Linked DNA regions of Pan troglodytes: region 2 is linked to region 1. Evidence: chromatin contacts called from public Hi-C data. All regions are on one chromosome and are shown on one strand. Each heading gives the region's core, a stretch centred on a gene start, on an enhancer-like site or on the middle of the called end of the contact. The rest is flanking DNA. Distances are from core to core; before and after follow the strand shown.

Region 1 (3,807 bases), core at 423-2,922:
ATCTAGATCTTGTATAAGGATCTTGTATAGGATAGACAAATCGAAAGTGCCATTCTCTGGCCACTTGGAACTACTGTCGAGTTTGTATTGGGGCCAAGCAGTATTGTAGAAGAAAATAAGACATTTAAGTTTAAGTTCTTGAGAGAAGAAGGGGGAATGGAGGGCAGAAGTTTAGTGAAAAGACCGCTTACCCGATTTGAAATTGGTGAGATGTTCCTTGGGCTGGCTGGTCTGAGGACCCAAGGTTGTAGGTGGATCTCCTCATGGAGTGAGGGCGAGGACAGGGGGCTGGTCTCCCGAAGGAGTCCTCCTGTCCCAGGTTTTCAGCACCAAATGTCACGCACATCCACGTGAAGAGACCGCCAAACAGGCTTTGTGTGAGCAATAAAGCTTTTTAATCACCTGGGTGCAGGCGGGCTGAGCCGGAAAAGAAAGCCCAGTTTTTTCTTTTTTCCTTTTTTTTTTTGAGGTGGAGTCTCAGTCTGTCACCCAGGCTGGAGTGCAGTGGTGCAGTCGCAGCTCACTGCAACCTCTGCCTCCCGGATTCAAGCAATCCTTGTGCCTCAGCCTCTGGAGTAGCTGGGATTCCATGTGTGCACCACCACGCCTGGCTAATTTTTGTATTTTTAGTAGAGACGGGGTTTCACCATGTTGGCCAGGCTGGTCTCAAACTCCTGGCCTCAGGTGATCCGCCTACCTCGGCCTCCCAAAGTGCTGGGATTACAGGGGTGAGCCACTTTGCCCAGCCACATTGTTCAGCTTTTAAATTGAATGTCATCTCCTAGGGGAGGTAGAGCAGATGCTGCTGGGTGCCCTGCCCATACCCCCTCACCAGGCTGTGCATTCATCCTCCAGCTGCTACAGGCCTTGGCTGCTAATGGCTCAGGCCATTGTCCTTTCACAGAGGATTGTTGTTGGCTGAGAGGAGCCTCCTCCCCTAGAAGTGGGTCCTGGAGATGATGGCTGAGAGGTTATGTCCTCCTCCTGGAGGAGCCAGGGCCAAAGACTCACTGATGAAGGGATATAGCAGCCTTCTCGCCTCGGGGTGGGACAACTGTGGTACAATTAACAGCTGAGAGCTTGCCGTGGGGATGAGGTGGAGGCTAAATTTCCTTTATTATTATTGTTATTGTTATTTTTTTTTTGAGGCAGAGTCTCACCACTCTGTTACCCAGGTTGGAGTGTAGTGGTATGATATTAGCTCAATGCAACCTCCGCCTGCCTCCCGGGTTCAAGCGATTCTCCTGCCTCAGCCTCCCAAATAGCTGAGATTACAGGCACACACCACCGTGCCCGGCTAATTTTCTTATTTGTAGTAGAGACGGGGTTTCACCATGCTGTCCAGGCTGGTCTTGGACTCCTAATCTCAAGTGATCCACCCACTTTGGCCTTCCAAAGTGCTGGAATTACAGACGTGAGCCACTGCGCCCGGCCAGGAGGCTAAACTTCTGAAGTCATTTTGCCTAACTTTTTCCCTAGTGTCTTCTACTTTTCTTACTCCCAGCTTCCTTCTTAAAATCACCAAAGGAAGAATTCCTGCCTCAGTTTCTGCCCACCGGGGAACATAATCTAAAGGTAGTGACAGAAGTTGGCCTAGGAAACTGACTAGATCTAGATTTGGACATTGGATCACTCGTCCACTAGATGGCAGTGAGAACCCCATCATCGGTGGTGGGAATTACTGTGATGATGCAATTGCTAAAATGTTCACCTGTAGTTTACTGGGGACGAAGTGTAGTTAGAAGTTGTGTTAGCTTGTGGAATGGCTCTGGCATTTGAGTGTATGGAGAAAGCAGGGGAAACCTGGGCACGCAGGGCCACTGTACTATTTTTTCAACTTCTTGTGAGTCTGTAATTCTTTCAAAATAAAAAGTTTAAAAACTGAAGATAGGCTGGGAGAGATGGTTCACGCCTGTAATCCCAGCCTTCTGTGAGGCCAAGGCAGGAGGATTGCTTGAGCCCAGGAGTTTGAGACTAGTCTGGGCAACATGGTAAAACCTCATCTCTACAAAAAAATACAAAAATTAGCTGGGTGTGGTGGTGCATGCCTACAGTCCCAGCTACTCAGGAGGCTGAGGTGGGAGGATCATTTGAGCCAGGGAGGTCAAAGCTGCAGTGAGCCATGATTGTGCCCCTCCACTCCTGCCTGGGTGACAGGGTGAGACCCTGTCTCAAAACAAAACAAAACAAACCACTGAAGTAAATAAATAGCAATATCATGTAAACAATATTGTATCCTAGGTGGACTAGTAAACATTAGTACCATCCTCAAGGATTAAAGGATGCAGAAACAATGATTCTCACATATCCCTATTTAATTCAATAACTTGGTTTCTGCAAAAATCAAATGAATTGTGCCAGATGACATGGACTACCAGAAACTCAACAAATAGTATCCCCATTTAAAGCTCTTGGACTGGAAGTATTATTTTTACTAGAACAGATTAACATAGATTTTGATATGTGGTATGTAGCTATTGGACTGGCAACTATATAAATATAAATTAATGCAATTGAATATATTCATGACTTTGTGTCAGGACTATGTTAACGATCCTATTCTCCATCACAATGCAGTCCAAAGGGACCCAGATCATGTGCCCATTCCACAGAATTTCACATTCAGCAGTTATGTTGATATGATAAGTGAACATAAGAAGTACCCTGGGTTGCTGATAAGACACATGCACTTCAGAAGGTAGAAGATAAGCCCTTAAAGGAGTCTGCCATTTGCATTGGTGAAGTTTACAGGGGTCCAGTGCTCTGAGGCATGCCGGCACATGTCCTCTATGGTAAAGAACAAGCTATTGTACCTTCCAACTCCTACCACTAAGAAAAAAGCACAGAGCATGGTAGGCCACTATGCATATTGGAGTTAGGTATCACACTTGGAGAACACTGCTTTGATTCATTTATTAGATGATGATGAAGGTTACCAGTTTATTTATTTATTTTTATTTTTATTTTGAGACAAAGTCTCACTCTTGTTGCCTAGGGTGGAGTACAATGATGTAATCTCGACTCACTGCAACCTCCACCTCCCGGGTTCAAGCAATTCTCCTGCCTCAGCCTCCCGAGTAGCTGGGATTACAGGTGCCCACCACCACACCCACCTAATTTTTGTATTTTTAGTAGAGACGGGGTTTTACCATGTTGGCCAGTTCGTCTCAAACTCCTAACCTCAGGTGATCTGGTTGCCTCGGCCTCCCAAAGTGCTGGGATTACAGGAGTAAGCCACTGCCTCCAGCCTTAAAGTTACCAGTTTAAGTGAAACCCAGGGCAGAAAAAGGCTCTATAGTAGATCCAGTTTGCACTGCAAGGAACATTGCCACTTGGGCCATATGACCAAGGAGATTCTAAGGTACTAGATGTATCTGTGGTAGATAAAGATGCAGTGTAAAAGCTCAAATATGAGAATCTCAGGGCAGATGAGAAGGGTTCTGGGGCAAGGCCAAGCCACTGGCAACAAAACTATATACCATTCGAAAAACAGCTTCTGGGCCAGGCGCGGTGGCTCATGCCTGTAATCCCAGCACTTTGAGAGGCCAAGGCAGGCAGATCACTTGTGGTCAGGAGTTTGAGACCAGACTCGCCAATGTGGCAAAACCCCATCTCCACTAAAAATACAAAAATTAGTTGGGCGTAGTGGTGTACACCTGTAACCCCACCTACTCTGGAGGCTGAGGTAGGAGAATCACTTGAACCCGGGAGACGGATCTTGCAGTGAGCCAAGATTGTGCCACTGCACTCCAGCCTGTATGACACAGTGAGGCTCCATCTCAAACAAACAAACAAACAAACAACAAA
Region 2 (3,685 bases), core at 656-3,155, 99 kb after region 1:
TGCTCTTCACTAATTCTTATGTACATGACTTGATTAACAGTTAAAGAATATCCTGGTCTCCATTTCTGCCATTTTAAAAGTAAGTAACCATTAATTACAGAAGCGTTCCTAATAGGTGGTAAGTTGGTCATCTAGGGTATAGCTAAGGGCCAGATTCGAGTCAATTAGAATCCTGGGACCTGTCAAACGCAGTCCTGCGGAGCAGCCTTCAGACAGTGAATCTATAAAATGGATGGTTTCTTTCTTTCTTTTTTGAGACGGGGTCTCCCTGTCACCCAGGCTGGAGTGTAATGGTGCCATCTCGGCTCACTGCAACTTCCCCTTTCCGGGTTCAAGGGATTCTCCCACCTCAGCCTTCCAAGTAGCTGAGATTACAGGCACCCGCCATCATGCCCGGCTAATTTTTGTATTTTTGTAGAGACGGGGTTTCACCATGTTGGTCAGGCTGGTCTGGAACTCCTGAGCTCAGGTGATCCTCCCCCCCTCGGCCTCCCAAAGTGTTGGGATTATAGGCGTGAGCCACCGCGCCCGCCCGGATGAATTTTCAAATAGAAACAATCCAGTTTCCCACATCACACGGAGATTGTGTGGATGGGTAATCCATGAAAAGCCTGGTGCTGGCACTCAGTCCCAATAAATGTTAGCTAAAAATTAGGAACTTTTCAAAGGGATGAATGTGCTTTCTAATAGAAGTAGCTGCCAGTGACATCTTGGGAGCCTCTTTTTAAAAGCAAAAAATTATTTCATCTTAAATTTTCACAAGTTCAGATTTTTATGTATCTGATTTTAACGGAGTATGAAACAGCTTGCTCTCGTAGTTACTCACCGACATATGTTAATCGTATCATTTCTGAGCTGTTTTTTGATTTTACAAACCCTTAAATTAAGAAACGGATTAGGAACCGCCCATTAACACTGGTGGCAAATGATTTAAAATTAGGGTTGCTGGTTTTTCTGTGATAATCTATCGGCTTCAAGACGCACAGATCTCAATTTCATGGAAAGAAGTTGCCTGATACAGTTTTCCACCGGAGAGAAAAATAAAAGGCTGGTACTTGGAACCTGCAAGCCGGGAATTTGGAACCTCGGACTCAAGTGCCTATTACGTAATTCCACAGCGTCCCGGCCTCCAGGCCGTTTCCCGAGCCCTCCAGCGGAGCGGGGGATAAGGTTACCACGCCCGCGGTGGCCGGGGACACTTTGAGTTTCGCGTGTGGCTTTTAGGGACGTTTATATTTGAATTTCCCTGAACCGCCGAGTGTGGGCGGTGGCGCAGATCCGCCCCGGAAACCTCCGGGCTCCTTCCCGCCTTTCTCAGGCCCGGCCCCTCCAAGGGGTCCCCGCGGGGCGGCGGGAGGGCCCGGAGGGCGCTGGGCCCAGAGCCGCGCGGGTGGGCAGTCCCAGGCGTCCTTCCTTACAGCCCTGAGCCTGGTCCCGGAACCGCCCAGCCGGGCGGGCCGAGCGGACGGTTGCCCGAGGGCCAGATTTTAAATTTACAGGCCCGGCCCCCGAACCGCCGAAGCGCGCTGCCTGCTCCCCATTGGCCCATGGCGGTCACATGGAGGCGCCGGGGCGCGCCGGCCATGTTGGGGAGTGCGGCGCCGCGGCCCGCGCCACCTCCGCCCCCCGCGGCTTGCCTCCAGCCCGCCCCTCCCGGCCCTCCTCCCCCCGCCCGCCGCTCCGTGCAGCCTGAGAGGAAACAAAGTGCTGCGAGCAGGAGACGGCGGCGGCGCGAACCCTGCTGGGCCTCCAGTCACCCTCGTCTTGCATTTTCCCGCGTGCGTGTGTGAGTGGGTGTGTGTTTTCTTACAAAGGGCATTTCGCGATCGATCGATTGATTCGTAGTTCCCCCCCCGCGCGCCTTTGCCCTTTGTGCTGTAATCGAGCTCCCGCCATCCCAGGTGCTTCTCCTTTCCTCTAAACGCCAGCGTCTGGACGTGAGCGCAGGTCGCCGGTTTGTGCCTTCGGTCCCCGCTTCGCCCCCTGCCGTCCCCTCCTTGTCACGGTCCCGCTCGCGGCCTCGCCGCCCCGCTGTCTCCGCCGCCCGCCATGGCGACTGCGACCCCCGTGCCGCCGCGGATGGGCAGCCGCGCTGGCGGCCCCACCACGCCGCTGAGCCCCACGCGGCTGTCGCGGCTCCAGGAGAAGGAGGAGCTGCGCGAGCTCAATGACCGGCTGGCGGTGTACATCGACAAGGTGCGCAGCCTGGAGACGGAGAACAGCGCGCTGCAGCTGCAGGTGACGGAGCGCGAGGAGGTGCGCGGCCGCGAGCTCACCGGCCTCAAGGCGCTCTACGAGACCGAGCTGGCCGACGCGCGACGCGCGCTCGACGACACGGCCCGCGAGCGCGCCAAGCTGCAGATCGAGCTGGGCAAGTGCAAGGCGGAACACGACCAGCTGCTCCTCAAGTGAGTGCTAGCTGGCGGCCGCGTTAGCGCCAAGGAGGGGCGGGGGCGCAACCGCGGCGACCAGCTCACCGGGTTCTGCCGTGGGGAGGGAGCAGAGGCCAGGATGCACGCGTCCTTCTGAAGGAACAGGGTCTCGGTCTCCGGAAAGGAGAAAGAATCTAGAGTTCATAGCGGAGCAGGGGTCGCGGAGGGGGCTCGAGCTGTAGCGATGGGGGGCCGTGATGCCCATTTCTAGGTTTTGGATACCCGCTGGGACGTGGTAAGTGCGCGCCTGGGACTGCCGAGAAGGAGCTCCCGCTTTCGCACTCGAATCCGGGGAGCCGGCGCGGAGAGGCGGCCCCTCAGGCCCCAGGTGCGGGGAGCTGGAGCGCGAGCGCGCGCTCGCGTGCGCGCCCCAGTTTCCGGCCGGCGCGAGACAAAGCGTCTAGCGGATTTGCAGTGCCGGGATGGCCGGCCGGGGAGGACTGGCAGCCCGCCTCTAGAATGAATGAGCTTCGCGCGGGCAGAGAGAGGAAGGGGAGGGACCTTCCCGCAGTATCCGCGTCTCCTGGGGGTGGGTCCCGCTTTGGCGCGCTCAGTCTTGGCCCTGTGACATTTTGCGAAGATTCTACGCCTGCTTTAGGCGGGAGAGAGAGGCGGAGCTTGATCCGTGCGCCTCCAGCCAGCCCCGGGCAAGTTAGGTTTGCTAGCTGGTTAGCTTTCTCTGGGGAAATGTGTCCTGTCCCAGCGGGGATGGTGCGGTCCCTCGGGTGGTTCTGCGCAGGGAAGGAAAGCTGGGTTTGTGCATGTCACGGCTACTGTTCTTAGAGTTGCGGTTCTCCTACCCCTCAGGCAGCGGCCCTCTGTCCCCAGCTTTTGCCTCCTCGTAGTATAGTCAGGCTTTCGGGTAGAGACTGTGCTTAGTACCCCTTAGTCGGCCACTGTGCAGATAGTAGACCAGGGCAGGTGACAGGGTGCTGTGTAAATGCTGAGTGTTTGAGCGAAGGAGAGTTTCTAATTCACCTAAGCGAGTGCGAGTTTTCATTCCAGTGCACAAGGATACATTTGCAGACCTTTGCTGGCCTTATTTTGACTTTCTGATAAGCAAAATGGCCTGTCATCAGTAGGCAACAAGTGTTGATGTCATGCTTTAGAGATTTGCAAAATTTGGGTCTGAAATTCATGGTCGCCATTAGCACTGCCAGCTGAAATTTCTGGAGGTACCTTATTCTCACTTTGACACCCTTTGCCCCTGGATGTCTTTCTGTCTGTATCTGCGTGAATGTCCCTGTCCGAAG

The links. A called contact is a pair of places that touch in the nucleus more often than the background predicts.
Region 2: a contact with region 1 is called in a Hi-C map of induced pluripotent stem cells, with 3 times the contacts expected there. The contact joins the promoter of LMNB1 here to the enhancer-like site in region 1. A contact is called at or near these places in 3 of 7 Hi-C or Micro-C datasets (induced pluripotent stem cells and stem cell-derived neural progenitor cells) and 1 of 1 datasets of contacts at active chromatin or transcription factors (stem cell-derived excitatory neurons).

Annotation. Positions count from the first base shown.
Region 1 is chr4:124,438,434-124,442,240 of NHGRI_mPanTro3-v2.0_pri, forward strand. No RefSeq gene overlaps it. Among named protein-coding and RNA genes, the nearest start is that of SPMIP10, 45 kb to the left of the region's middle. Within about 2 kb of position 1,673, at least 4 of the 24 cell types and tissues checked have an H3K27ac peak or open chromatin away from gene starts, as enhancers often do. A contact at or near this core is called in induced pluripotent stem cells, where this site is marked.
Region 2 is chr4:124,536,746-124,540,430 of NHGRI_mPanTro3-v2.0_pri, forward strand. It overlaps LMNB1 (lamin B1), which reads left to right and starts at 1,906. Exons shown (of 11, transcript NM_001280441.1): 1 at 1,906-2,408. The coding sequence starts at 2,050. LOC107974842 (a long non-coding RNA gene) reads right to left here and starts at 1,018. Exons shown (of 4, transcript XR_001717888.4): 1 at 827-1,018.